Regions from separate parts of the Mus musculus genome. Here region 1 is linked to region 2. A link is a contact called in public promoter capture Hi-C data. All regions are on one chromosome and are shown on one strand. Each heading gives the region's core, a stretch centred on a gene start, on an enhancer-like site or on the middle of the called end of the contact. The rest is flanking DNA. Distances are from core to core; before and after follow the strand shown. Region 1 holds the start of Cyp2c68 (cytochrome P450, family 2, subfamily c, polypeptide 68). Region 2 holds the start of Cyp2c55 (cytochrome P450, family 2, subfamily c, polypeptide 55).

Region 1 (7,702 bases), core at 4,513-7,012, 730 kb after region 2:
ATTCTGAAGTAGTCATTGAGAAAATTCATGGATAAGCAGCTAACAGGCTTGAACTATTTTAGCATTTGCCCCTTAGTTTTAATGCTTATATAGCTGAGGGTTTCAAACTCCATTTCAGATACTCTCTGCATATGATACTTAGAATTGAAGTACTTGTCTGACAAGTCTCTATTGATTTTGACCTGTGAGAAAGAAAGATGTTACATGTGTTTTCAGAAATAGAAAACCTTGGCTTTACCTGACACTCAGGAGAGCTCAAAATTTCAGTGCATTCATTCACTTTTCCTATCAAGCTAAGAAAATCCTTATCCTTATAATCAAAACGATTCTGGAAAACAATGGAGCAGATGACATTGCAGGGAGCACATCCTATGATGAATTGGGGATCACAGGGTGAGCCTGAAGTTTGGAAACAATTGTAAAATTCTTTAAAAATAAACACATACATTTGCCCTTGTTAACATGATAAGGTACTTTTGAAATTGTAACAAGTAATTTAATTATGAATATACTTAACTGCTAGGTACTTACCTGCTGAAGAATGGTGATCTTGCTGACATTAAACCTGACTTAGTTTTCATTCTCACTAGTTAACATATTCACTGCTTCATTCAAGGACCTTAATTTAAATCCTAAAATTTAGCCAATTACTTCAACATATATTATTCAAAACCAAGGTTTAAAGAATGACTACAATAACATCTTTATTTTTATAACCATATAAATGTGACCAAAATGTGTCCCCCATGAGTGTTCCAAAAGAAACATGCAGTAAACATCCAAACACCAGTGTATGTGTGGACTTCCAGGAAGTCTCTATGCTTATTCATGGACCACTCACACTAATAGATTTTTTTGTATTAGGTGTAGCATATTAAGACACTTCAGTGTTTGCACATAAGTGCTGCACTTCTAGCTGAGAATGGAGAAAAGTTTTCAGTATTACACTACTAAGCTAAGTTGCATCTATCTTTTCAAAAATTGCATCAATATCACTGTCTTCATTTTGTTGTTAAATTCCATACATTCTCTCTTTGGTACACTGACACCCTTAGAATATACCACTTAAATATTGTCACAATCAATTTCTCACTCCCATAAACTTGTTCCTTTTCTTATACTAAATATTTTATAGAAAATTCAAATTTAACATAGATCTCTTTGATATGATTTTTATGGCATGTTTCTTAGACACCTTTTCTGATCACCTGATGAAGACTTGTGTCCCTCAAAGGTCTGCATGATATATCTCCTTCAAGATACGTTGAATTCTTTCCTTTTTTATTTATTTATTTTTATTTTTGTATTGCTGTCACAGTCTCATGTGTTAGCTTTCCCTTTTTCTTTTGATTTTTGAAAGAATGTAAAGAGTCTATGGTATGTAAATATTTCATGATCCACTTATATGAATAAATGGTGTAACGAACTTTATTTTTAATGTCCATATAACGTGAGACAAACACTATTATGAAACAAATGAACCCTTTCCTTTTTGCTTGTTCATCTTTCGAACACTGAATTTTACTATCTATGAAATACATATGCTATTGTAAAATCCATTTTGAACCAAGTATAATAAAGGAAAATATGTGTGGTAACTAGGAATAATAGGAGAAATGGAAGAGGAAAATACTGTAATGGCAAGCAAACCAAAATGCATATACTACAATTACAAAACTATACTAATGATTTAGACCCAGCACCTAGTGCAATTGCAACAATAACATTCACTGAAAAGAAAGTAAATATTCAATATCATGCTTAGAGAACATCATCACAGAAGCAAAGGGAGGGGCACTGGAATAGGGGATTTGCAGAGGGGAAACCAGGAAAGGGGATATCATTTGAAATATAAATAAATAAAATATCCAATAAAAAAGAAAGTAAATATTCATCATGGACAAACTTCCCATTTAATATATTTAAGCAAAACCTAAATGTCTAGATATTTTATATCAAATAATTATCAATATATTATATTACAAATATGTTTATAATGTGTACATCCTATTAGTCATGTGATTTATGTTACATGTAAGAAAAATAAATAATCAGTGTTTGTCAAGTAGTTTAGTCAAGCTGACACAAACTACAGTCAACTCAAAAGAAGGAACCTCAATTGAGTAATTGCTCCAGGAAACTATTCTGAGGTCATGTCTCTCTGTTCTCTTCCTTCATTGCTGATGATAGGGACACTAGCTAAACCCACCGTAGGCAATGTGAGTCTTAGGCATGTGATACTAGGCAGTAGGAAAAAGAAAGTGAGAAAGACAAGTGGAATAGGTGACTGAGAAGCTATCCTTCATGTTTTCTGTTGCAGTTAATGCTTCTAGGTTCCTTCTTTGAGGTCCTGCATTGGTTCCCTCAATGGTGGCTATAACTTGTAAGCCAGTTATTTTATGACAGAAACAAAAACAATAATATATGAGAGAATGATTTCAGTAGTGAAATTGCTGTGATCAAAGGATCAAATTTGTGATGTTGTGTTGAAGGTGATCTTAAATTGTGTACCTTCAAACAAAGGTCATATGAGTTAACAAAGATGAACACTTAAATATGTGGAATTCCTTGAGATTACTAATGCTCTATCAGGATTTTAACACCTTACAATATACTAAGATATTACATTCTTTTAAGGAATGAGAGTGAACTTAAGTACTTTGAGATTACTTCTTGTGTGCATACCATTCACATGGAAAATCTGATTGTATGTGATTTAATGTATTTAGAAGTAAAAATGCTAAAACTTTTCATATAGAAATTTAAATAAAAAACATAATCTTTCTTTAAAAGCACTAGGTGAGTAGCATCAAGTGTGTTAGCAAAGTAACAACCAGCAGCTCAACTTTCTCATACCAAAAACCTGTAAAGGTGAATATGACTTCAACAACTGAAAACAAATAGGAAAATACTAGAGTCAATGAAACTGTTTTGAGTTTTTTTAAAGGAATTATTTTACTAGTTTTCATGTGTGCATAAATTTTGACTATTTGTGTTGACATGTGTTTTAGAAAAGTTTATAAATAAAAATATGAAATGCTATGTAAAAAGAAATAATAACATGTTGAAATCATGATAAAATCAGAGCTATAATAAGTGATAAAAATCTATTACAATCAGCTGAGAAATAAAAATAATCCATCACACAACTGTTACTGAGAACTACAAACAAGATTATAGAAGGACAATTAGAAACTTCAGTGAACAGGTGCTATCCATTGCCAGAGAGAAAGAAAGAAAGAAAGAAAGAAAGAAAGAAAGAAAGAAAGAAAGAAAGAAAGAAAGGAGGGAGGGAGGGAGGGAGGGAGGGAGGGAGGGAGGGAGGGAGGGAGGGAGGGAGGGAGGAAGGAAGGAAGGAAGGAAGGAAGGAAGGAAGGAAGGAAGGAAGGAAGGAAGGAAGGAAGGATAGAAGGAAGGAAGGGGAGAGAGAGAGAGAAAGAGAAAGAAAGAAAACCAGTACTACATGGTCTATGCTCCTTACTTTTACATGGTAACCATTATCACTGATAATCACCCTCTCATTCTGGTATTCAAAGAACAAGTGACATTTGTGATCAGGGAAATTTATGGCTTATAATGCACTAAAATTATCATGGTACCTATACTCATGACATCTCATTAGAATAATATTCTTAGAAAAAGATAGAAACAACATGACTCATACACAGCCATGCATAGACCAAGATATAAAAGGAGAATCTGACCTGAACTTACCATTTGTTTTCTTCAGTTCCTTCATGAGCCACTGTGCTTCCTCTTGCACTTTGGTCTCAATGGTCCTTTTTCCCATGCCCAAGTTCCTCAAGGTATTGACTGTGAAGACCCTTGTGGCTTTCCATACATTTCCATGGCTAAAACCAATGCCTAAAGAAATTTGAACAGACACTGGAAATCCCAGACACAAAAGGAGCTAACAGGTGGTAGCTTTATAGAGCCCAAACCTATGCCTGACAAGCAAGCATGACCTCTACTCTCCACCTTTCAGCTTGCTCTGGAAACTGCCCAGTATACACATAAGCACACACACACACACTTACCCTTTCCTTTAGAAACTTTGTCAAAAACCGGAATCCTTCCTCTTCCAGAGAACTCTTCTCCATAGTCAATGAAGGCTTCTTTCATTGCCTCATAACCATGTAATATCACAATAGGCTGTGAGCCAAAATACAGAGTGAACACAGGGCCATATATTTTAGAAAACTGGAAAGAAATAGCAAACATAAATATTAGTAAAAAACAAAAGTCATTGTATTTTCAATAGAGTCAATCTATTTAGTTTAATTATCGTATTGGATTATGATATTTTTAGTCAGAAAACCTGTTTAAAGTGTATAATTCTGTACATTATGATGTTTATCAGGTATTCATGGCTTACAGTATGCCAGAAAATCTTTCAGGCTGTTGACACACTAAAACCAAAGATTTATCACACTAAGATCTGATCTGTTCTTCATAGTACACAAATATACTAACGTAAAATATCCACATTTATTTACAGGATTGTATTGAAAATAAGTACATCCTACTTATTCATTATTGGATACTTGAGCATCACTCTCATGATAACTCCATACTGAAATGGATTTAAATTGTCAGAAGAACGCTGCAGAACCAGCTGGGAACACTTCTTGTTAAACCTAAGAGAGCCCTGTGATAAAGACTAGAAAACTAAAACCTTAGATTACCAAAAATATTTGATTTCCATTCTTATCTATTGTTACAAATGTACATAGAGTAGGTATTATACAAACTGTACCATAGTATGAAGCATCACAGAAAAACCACATTCTTGCTAATCAGCATCCTAGGTCCAAGTCACAGGCTATGAATGGAATAAAAGTTGATGGGGAAAATACGACAGATGCAAACTCCCACTATGATTTTTTATTTCATGTATGAGCTCATGCACATTGTATTTACTGCAATTCAGAAACCAATAAATTCTTCAGAGTACAAAATTAATGTCAAATCCAAGAACAATGCATGTCTAAAATTCAGATTCGTTTTATGAAAATTTCCCTACTCTTCACCTTCAGTCAAAATAATAGAAAATGTTGATGGGGAAAATACGACAGATGCAAACTCCCACTATGATTTTTTATTTCATGTATGAGCTCATGCACATTGTATTTACTGCAATTCAGAAACCAATAAATTCTTCAGAGTACAAAATTAATGTCAAATCCAAGAACAATGCATGTCTAAAATTCAGATTCGTTTTATGAAAATTTCCCTACTCTTCACCTTCAGTCAAAATAATAGAAAATGTGTGTAAAAATAGTATATAATTACCCAATTTGTTTAAAAAAATGTGTATATAATTACCTGCATTTCAGGTACTTCAATCTGAAACTTAGAGCATTACTAATTTTCTGATCAGAACTAGAAGCAAAAGTCAGAAGAAAATATTGAACATTTTAGTTTTTTACACCATATTCATTTCCACAATATTTCCTCCACTAATAGAATTTTATGAAAGTAGCAAGACTTCTATCTCGATTTGAAATGTACCTGAAGAACATAAGGCATACTTACATTAGTAAGGCACTGGCCAATGTCCTTCATATCTATCAGGTGGTAATTGCCAATAATTGGGAGAGGAGTGGGTCCAGGAGGGAGGTTCCCTCTTGCAGATCTCTGTCTCCACAGTGACAGGAGAAGCAGAAAGGACAGACAAAGCACCAAGACTACAAATGGATCCATGGAGACCCTTCTTACTGACACTGGTATGATCAGGCACTCCAGACACTTTGTAGTGCATTCGCAAAATCAATATTTGTGTTTGGTCATCTTTGTACAATCAACTAGTTACTGTTTAACTCTCTTCCAATTGGACTTTGTTTCAATGATAAGAAAAAACAAGCACTTTTAACATTGTCATTTTTGTAGCGTGCCTGTAAGACATGTGGGTTTTAATTTTGTTGAGTTGTGACAAGTAAGGCTGATAAATAATAATCATTCAAAACTTGAAATACACTTGAGTTAATTTGTAAAAGTTATGAGATTGTACTAAAATTATGTCAATTTCTTCTTTTCTTCTGTATCAAAAACAACATATATAATTTCCTTATTCACTTTCTAACACATGGTTTTTTTCTTTTATCTTTTTAAAATTAATTATTTTATTTTTTTCATTCCATATTTTATCCCCTGCCCCGTCCACCCTCCGATAATCCACATCCCATATTTCCTCCCGACCCCTGTCTCCACATGGATATCCCGAGCCCTACCCCACCTGACCTGTAAACTCCCTGGATTCTCTAGTCCCTTGAGGGTTAGGTGCATCATCTCTGAGTGAACACAGACCCAGCAGTTCTCTAATGTATGTGGGCTAAGGGGCTCATGTCAGCTGGTGTATGCTGTCTGTTTGGTGGTCCAATGTTTGGTGGTCTATTTGGTGGAGAGATCTAGGGGATCCAGATTAAATGACACTGCTTGTCCTCCTACATGATTGCCCTTCTGCTCAGATTCTTTCAGCCTTCCCTAATTCAACAACAGGGGTCAGCTGCTTCTGCCCATTGCTTGGGTACAAATATCTGCATCTGACTCTTTCAGCTGCTTGTTGGGTCTTCTGGAGTGCGGTCATGCTATGTCCCTTTTTGTGAGTGCTCAATAGCCTCAGTAATATTGTCAGACCTTGGGACCTCCCCTTCAGCTGGATCTCACTTTGGGCCTGTGGCTGGACCTTCTTTTCCTCAGGATGCTCTCCATTTCTATCCCTGTAATTCTTTCAGACAGGAACAATTATGTGTCCCAGTTGTAGCTGTGGGATGGCGCCCCTCTCCCTCATTTGATGCCCTGTCTTCCTGCTAGAGGTGGGCTCTATAAGTTCCCTCCCCTTATTGTCAGGAATTTCATCTACTGTACCTACCTTTGAGTCCTGAGAGTCTCTCACCTCCCAGGTCTCTGGTACATGCATGTTTAACTCTGTATTTAAATTGGTTATTGCTAATATAAACATATGGACATATGCTTAATTATAAATGCAATAAAACTTTCATATATGCTATGAGCAACACGGCTAAGAAAAAAGACAAAAATGCCTTACATTAGTAACACACATTTTAGTAAGAAAACATATTAAGTTGATATCTAGGAAAATCTATATGGCTTTTGCCACTGTGAAATTCAATGGAAGATCTAGACTTATCCTTCTTTCTTTCTTTTCCTTCCTCCCTCCCTCCCTCCCTCCCTCCCTCCCTCCCTCCCTCCCTTCCTTCCTTCTTTCTATCCTTCCTCTCTTTCTTTCTTTCTTTCTTTCTTTCTTTCTTTCTTTCTTTCTTTCTTTCTTTCTTTCATCTTCCATTCTTTCCTGATTGCTTGTTTGCTTTCTCTTCCTCTCTCTTTCTCTCATTCTCCCTTCCTTCCCTCCTTTCTTTTATCCTTTATATTGTCATCACTGTAAAATAAGAACTATAAATGTCTCACAACACATTGCTGGAAGAATTTAGAATTCAATGTGATTACCCTGTAGTTGCAGATACTCCCACTGGCTTTACAGTTTTTAGGATTCTCCACTTATCATCATTTAAGAAATGAGGCTATCTCAGCATAACCGAACAGATGACAATAAATGAAAATTCTTGAGAAAGATTATCTTCTAGAATTTGAAGCACTTCAGAGACATTTCTTGTGTTCATTTAATGATCCCATTGATAATAATCATAAATAAATAGTTGGTCCACTATAATGAAGGTTTATT
Region 2 (7,235 bases), core at 1,494-3,993:
GAAGTAAAGAAAACAAAGTCTCAAGAGGCCATATTTGTTTTCATAAAAATTTATACAGAAAGGGACCAAGATAACCCAAAAGCTCGGAATACCCAAAACGCAATTCACAGACCATATGAAGCTCAAGAAGAAGGAAGACCAAAGTGTGGGTGCTTCGGTCCTTCTTAGAAAGGGGAACAAAATACTCACTGGAGCAAATACAGAAACAAAGTGTAGAGCAGAGACTGAAGGAAAAGCCAACTAGCGACTGTCCCACCTGGGGATCCATCCCACATACAGTCACCAAACCCAGACACTATTGTGGATGCCAAGAAGTGCTTGTTGACCGGAGCCTGATAAAGCTGTCCCTGAGAAGCTCTGCCAGAGCCTGACAAATAGAGAGGTGGATGCTGTCTGAGCACAGGGTCCTCAATGGAGGAGTTAGAGAAGGACCCAAGGAGCTGAAGGCATTTGCAACTCCATAGGAAGAACAATAATATCAACCAACCAGAGCTCCCATGGACTAAACTACCAACCAAGGAGTACACATGGAGGGACCCATAGCTCCAACCGTTTATGTAGGAGAGAATGGCCTTGTCAGGCATCAATGGGAGGAGAGGCCCTTGGTCCTGTGATGGCTCGATGCCTCAGTGTAGGGGAATGTAAGAGTAGGAGGTGGGAGTGGGTGGTTGGGTGGGGGAACATCATCATAGAAGCAGGAGGAGGGGAGATGGGATAGGGAGTTTCTGGGGGGGGGGATTGGGAAAGGGGATAACGTTTGAAATGTAAATAAATGAAGTATCCAATTTAAAGAAAAAAGAAAAACATGATTGTTCTACAGGGAGATAACTATGTTTTACAGCTATTAGATTTTAGGGTTATGTGAGTCAGGTACCATATAGCTGCTTCTCTTTGCCCTCGATAAAGAATTCACCTGTATTCACTCAGGCAATAAGTATTATATAGTAAACTTCTGACACAGATTTTAATCCACAGGTAGTGTAATTATTAACTAAACTCATTTTTATTTGAAAGTCACAGCCTGAGTCATGAAATATTGACTCTCAGGGCATAGTTGATCCTGGTGAACCCAGTTGAACTGAAGCCTGAAGAGAAGAGTGTAAGGTACAGGGGACTTGGGTTCCAGCTTAACTGTACTACCCTCAGTCTGTGTGACTCTCTAAGGCCCAGCTTCCTCAGCTCTGAAAAAGAAAGGGTTTTATCATGATGGGCAAAGCTAATTGAGGGACTCCATAGGGATACATTTGGTGTGAAACCTCTGGAAATGAAACTATCAAAATTCCGTCAAAGATGGGTAGAACATTGCCTAACTCTTCCTCCTTGTCTCTGCAGAGGTGACATTTGCTCAGTTTTGTTTTGTTTTTGTTTTTGTTCTCCTGAGTACATCAGAGTCAAATAAGGACTTCTGTGTTGTGTGAAGCTGATGTCCTAGGAACAAAATCAGGGAGCTGTACATTTGGAGTAATTAAAGATGGGGGGTTGATTTTGTTTGCCCTCTGGATAGCTTCAGTGCAAGGCATAGGTCACCGCAAAGGCCAACAGATCTTATCTCAAAGCTAAGTTTTTCCATGTACGAGGTACAATATATAACATGTATGGTATGCTCCCAGATTTCCTTTACCCATAAAAAATTAGAAACAAAACTTCCTGCTTTAAGTGTTTTTTTTTTAAAGAGGGAATTTAACAGTAAAATATACATATTTACTTAGTTAATTACTTGGCACATGATGGGTAAGCTAAAATGTGCATATTTCCCAAGTGGTGGCCTACATATGAGGCAGATGCAGTAGGGTCCTGAGTCTGTGGACAGTCTGAGATACCCAGCGGGGAAGAAACCAAATCATAGATGTATGAGTTATAGTACCTGTTTCCTCTTTAGGCAACTCTAAGATTGGTACAGAATGCTGAAATCTTGCATAAGATTTTCAGTCTCAAGGAGACTACCCTAGGTTTTGAGAAGCATCACTGGCTAAATAGTATTTTATAGACTAGGTATAAAATACATGGCTTGCCTTCAACATCCTAAATTCCCAGCCGGTCAACAGTATAGTGCTGGAATGATTTTTGCACAAATAGTTTACTTCAGGTTCTGGGAAAATAGCTCAGTTGGTAAAATATACACTGTGCAAGCACGAAGACCGGAGTTCAGTTCCTCCAATAGTCATGTAGTCACGTAAAAGCTGGGCTCTGTAGTACATGTCTGCAACCTCAGTGAAGATCTCTTGCTTCACTGAGGAATCCTGTATCAATGAGAGAGAGAGAGAGAGAGAGAGAGAGAGAGAGAGAGAGAGAGAGAGAGAGAGAGAGAGAGGTGGAATCGAGAAAGACACCAAAAGTCGATCTCTAGCCTCCACAGACACATGCGTATGAACTCAAATGCATGCACACCAAGATGCACACATGAACACATATTTATTTCACTGCAGCTTAATTCAGGCTTCAAGATGTAACTGGAACTATGAAGGTATTGAAATCTGCCCTACTCCACATTAAAAACAAGCACAACAATAACAATAAAAGACTCATAACAATATCTGGGTTAAGTCCAACTCCAGACTAGCTCACCATGGTTGGTAAAATCTCCTCCCAGGAGATTGAAAAGAGCAGCTTCTTTTCATGTTTGCTGCAGGCCAGAGTCCATTCAGAAGATAAAACTGCACATAACTGATTGGTCACTTAGGTCTCAGAAGCACTGTTAAGTTGGCAGCTAGCATTATAAAAGCCCTGGGCTGCAAGCTCACAGGAGTCTCCCTGAGAAGAGAAAGCTGCCATGGATCCAGTCCTGGTCCTGGTGCTCACTCTCTCCTGTCTGCTTCTCCTCTCCCTCTGGAGACAAAACTCTGGGAGAGGGAAGCTCCCTCCTGGCCCCACCCCTTTCCCAATTATTGGAAACATCCTTCAGATAGATATAAAGAACATCAGCAAATCCTTCAACTATGTAAGTATCCTTCTTGCTATATAGTGGTTGAAAAGTAAGAATTATTCTCTGCTGTTAAATAAGTACATTTCTGGGGTTAAACTATATCATCATATGGCAAATGTGCACTGTGGATTTTCACATTTGGTTTCTCATTGTAGAAATGATTAAGAGAGATAACATATTTGTCCAGGATAATCATTTTTACACTGTAAGGTAAAATCCATATAGCAGAGAGAACAGTGACTCTTTCACTGTTTCATGATTCTTAGCTGCAATTTTTGCATAAGATAAAAAGTATTGGAATTATTTTTAGTATTTACTGGAGACATCATCTACGTACATGTTGCGTATTATCTTTAGGTTAGCTAACCAAAATAATTACATTTCTTCAAGGAAACAAGTTATGTCTGATATCAAGGAGTCCGAGTCAACATAAACTTATGTGAAAGAAAGAGAACTAGTAAGGTCCAGTGGGGCCTCAGTGTTTCTGTGCAAAGCTGCTGCCAGAGCTGTGGATGAGCAGCATGTAAGAGATTGTCCTGGCTGAGATGAAAGGATGGACCATGTAGAGACTGCCATATCCAGGGATCCACCCCATAATCAGCATCCAAACGCTGACACCATTGCATACACTAGCAAGATTTTATCGAAAGGACCCAGATGTAGCTGTCTCTTGTGAGACTATGCCGGGGCCTAGCAAACACAGAAGTGGATGCTCACAGTCAGCTAATGGATGGATCACAGGGCTCCCAATGGAGGAGCTAGAGAAAGAACCCAAGGAGCTAAAGGGATCTGCAACCCTATAGGTGGAACAACATTATGAACTAACCAGTGCCCCGGAGCTCTTGACTCTAGCTGCATATGTATCAAAAGATGGCCTAGTCGGCCATGACTGGAAAGAGAGGCCCATTGGACACGCAAATTTTATATGCCCCAGTACAGGGGAGCGCCAGGGCCAAAAAGGGGGAGTGGGTGGGTAGGGGAGTGGGGGTGGGTGGGTATGGGGGACTTTTGGTATAGCATTGGAAATGTAAATGAGTTAAATACCTAATAAAAAATGGAAAAAATAAATAAATAAATAAATAGAACACTGAAAATTCAAAAAAAAAAAAAAAAAAAGAGAGAGATTGTCCTGTGGGATGCTGCATGTGCTGTTCTGCCTGCTGCCTGTTCTTTAGTCACTTATATCAGGATTGCAGACAGCCTGGCATCACACTCAACTAGAGAGAGATTTCTCTGATTTTAGTAATATGACAATATTTTAAAATTAATTAATTAATTAACATCCCAAATGCTACCCTGTTCTCGGTCCCTGATGACAGAATTCCTCCCCCATGCTCCCTCCCATTTACTTCTGAAAGGGTGCCCCCCACCCCCAGGTATACCCTCACCCTGGTGCGTCCTCTCCCATGGTGGCCAGACAAGGCAGCCCTGTGCTACATATGTGCCTGGGCCACTGACTGGTATATGCTCTTTGGTTGGTGTCTCAGTCTCTGGGAGCTTCCAGGGGTCCAGGTTAGTTGACACTGTTGGTCTTCCTGTGCGGTTGCCATCTCCTTCAGGACCTTCAATCGTTCCCTTAGCTCGTCCATAGGGGTCTCTGACCTCAATCCAATGCTTGGCTGTAAGTACTTGCATCTGTCTCAGTCAGCTGCTAGGAGAGACTCTCAAGTTATATTAGGCACCTGTCAGCAAGCACAACATAGTATCACTAATAGTGTCAGAGATTGATGCCTGTTCATAGGATGGGTCTCATGTTGGGTCAGTCTCTGTTTGGCCATTTCGTCAGTCTCTGCTGCATTTTTTTGTCCCTGCATTTCTTTTAGATAGGACCAATTCTGAGTCAAAAATTTTGAAGGTGGGTTGGTGTCCCCATTCCTCCACTGGGGGTCCTGTCTGTTTCCTGGAGGTGATTGTCCCACTGTTGGGCATTTCAGCTAAGGTCACCCACATTGACTCCTGGCAGCTTCCTAGGGAGAGTTTTCAAATGATAAGTTTTCAGTACTTATCATAGGGTGACCGAGTGACCCTGTGAGAAGAGCTCAGCAGAATCCTGAAGCAAAGTCCTTCAGAGTTAAGTATTTGTTTCAGTGTGGACACAGGGGACTGGTTTGTGCTAGTCTGCTAGCTTGAAGTCGAACAGCTTCTGAGGGGGAAGTGAGCATGATTATAGGAAAGCAGAAAAAAGATTCAAAGTTAAGATTTAGAATTGGAAGGGCTGCAGCTCAATATCCCACCAGCCTTGAGGCAAGTTTGTTTTCCTTAGCCTTTGTATACTTCACAGTACCATGGGAAACATAGCCACAAGCTAACAGAAATAATTGCTGAAATATAAGATATCTGTCCCCATCCAAAAGACTCCCTATTCCTTCCACCAAGGTCAATACAATAGAATTTTCAGCTTCTCACTGTGAGCCTTAAATATTCCTGCTGTTATCATTCTATTCCTTATCAGGTCAGAAAATCTGTAGGGTTGTGAGCCCAAGTCCACTCCACCCTTGGGCATAGTTGCTTGGGGAGGCCCATGCTACCTTCAGGCTGTAGGGAAGCACTGAGATACCACTCTGGGGGTGGGAACTCTGGGGGTGGGAAAGTGCAGTCTGAGGCATGGGAAAGCTGGAGCTGGTTTGGGGGTCCCGGGCCTGCTATGGCTGGGGCTGTGGGGTTCTCAGGCTCTTGGACATCCAGGCACCACTGAGAGTTGCAGAAGAACAGAGAACAGAGTTGGGGGTTCATAGGCTGCATCTAGCCTGGGGTCGGGATGGGGTGAGGAGAGTTATGAGAACCTCTGGCTGGTCCCAGCAGCGATAGTTCTTGGCTGTATGGCGATCATGGCTGGGAGTGCAGATTGGTCTTCTAGGGGAGACTAACTGAGGCTCTATAGGTGAAGACATTCTCCATGGCTCCGCACAATGGATCTCAATGAAAAGAGACAGTCTTGGTAGATAATGAGTGCATAAAACCATACCCCACTTCTCAGGGTGGGCCTGAGATCAAAATACCTTTTGCAGGGAGGATTGTCTGGGAAGAGAAGCTTTGGCAATGCCTGGGCATCTAGGTACTGCATTAGCACGAAGAACTCTGTTTTGAGCCTACTTGACTGTGGTCATGGCTCTTTTCCTTTTGTGTTGGTCTGAGATGTTAGGGATGCCTCATCTACATATGGAAGGGCTTAGGGTACTGCCCTTACATGGCTAATAGTCACAAATCTATGGGTGGCTGTTGATACATGAGTTGGGCCTTGTGCTGGGAACCGGTGAAGCTCCTACCATCCCGTCAGGGTCTCTAGTGATGCAAGCCTTTAGCTTCAGCTTACCAGACTTCCTCCTCTCATGATCCACCACTCTGTAGAAATCTGCCAACAGACCCTGATCCACTTTGACTCTGCCTAGCAGGTGGAGTTTTCTGTTTTCTTTTTTTCTTTTTCTCTCTCTGCTTCAGAGAAGTGACAAAAGGCTTCCCACACTGGTTCGTTGCCCAAGTATCAGAGATTCACTGAAAAGGGTTTCAAATCTGAGTGTTGAATTTTTACCCACGGAAAAGTTAAATGAATTTGAGATTCTTCATCCTCAGTGTCTTTATCTGTAAGTTTACAGATTAACTTCCTTCAAAGTGTCACAGTTCGGACAATTTGCACATTGGTTTGTCTGGAAATCTACTGGTAAACAAGATACATGCTGCATATGAAAGTTATAGCAAACAGCTTTTTATGTATCGAATCTAAATTTGAAGTTGTGATTGGCAGACTACAGATGTGGACAGTAAGATGCTCATATCAGCCTAGAATCTTCTTCTGTTACTTATAATTTCTTTCTTATTTGCAGTTCTCAAAAGTCTATGGCCCCGTGTTCACTCTGTACTTTGGTTCAAAGCCTACTGTGGTGGTACATGGATATGAAGCAGTAAAGGAAGCTCTGGATGACCTTGGAGAGGAGTTTTCTGGGAGGGGTAGTTTTCAAATTTTTGAAAGAATAAATAATGATCTGGGTAAGTGTGCATGTATGCACATGCATGTTTATGCATGTGTATGCTGAGCATGGATCATAGGGACTAGACAGGAAAATCTCCTTAGGCAGTGTCTTAGGGTTTTATTGCTGTGAACAGACACCATGACCAAGGTAACTCATAAGGATGCCATTCAGTTGGGGCTGTCTTACAGGTTCAGAGGTTCAGTCCATTATCATCACGATAGGAGCAAGGGGGTGTCCAAGTAGGCATGGTGCAGGAGCAGCTGAGAGTTTTCCCTCTTCATTTGAAGGCCATTAGAAAAAGACTGACTTCCAGGCAGCTATAACAAGGGTCTTAAAGCCCACAC

The links. Promoter capture Hi-C pulls out the DNA fragments that hold promoters and counts their contacts.
Region 1: a promoter capture Hi-C map of liver shows a contact between it and region 2, with 5 times the contacts expected there. The contact joins the promoter of Cyp2c68 here to the promoter of Cyp2c55 in region 2. A contact is called at or near these places in 7 of 39 promoter capture datasets (embryonic stem cells, hippocampal neurons, liver and 1 more) and 1 of 9 other capture datasets (macrophages).

What each region holds. Positions count from the first base shown.
Region 1 is chr19:39,735,339-39,743,040 of GRCm38.p6, forward strand. It overlaps Cyp2c68 (cytochrome P450, family 2, subfamily c, polypeptide 68), which reads right to left and starts at 5,763. Exons shown (of 9, transcript NM_001039555.2): 1 at 5,536-5,763; 2 at 4,038-4,200; 3 at 3,715-3,864; 4 at 239-399. The coding sequence starts at 5,703.
Region 2 is chr19:39,004,276-39,011,510 of GRCm38.p6, forward strand. It overlaps Cyp2c55 (cytochrome P450, family 2, subfamily c, polypeptide 55), which reads left to right and starts at 2,744. Exons shown (of 9, transcript NM_028089.3): 1 at 2,744-2,938; 2 at 6,745-6,907. The coding sequence starts at 2,771.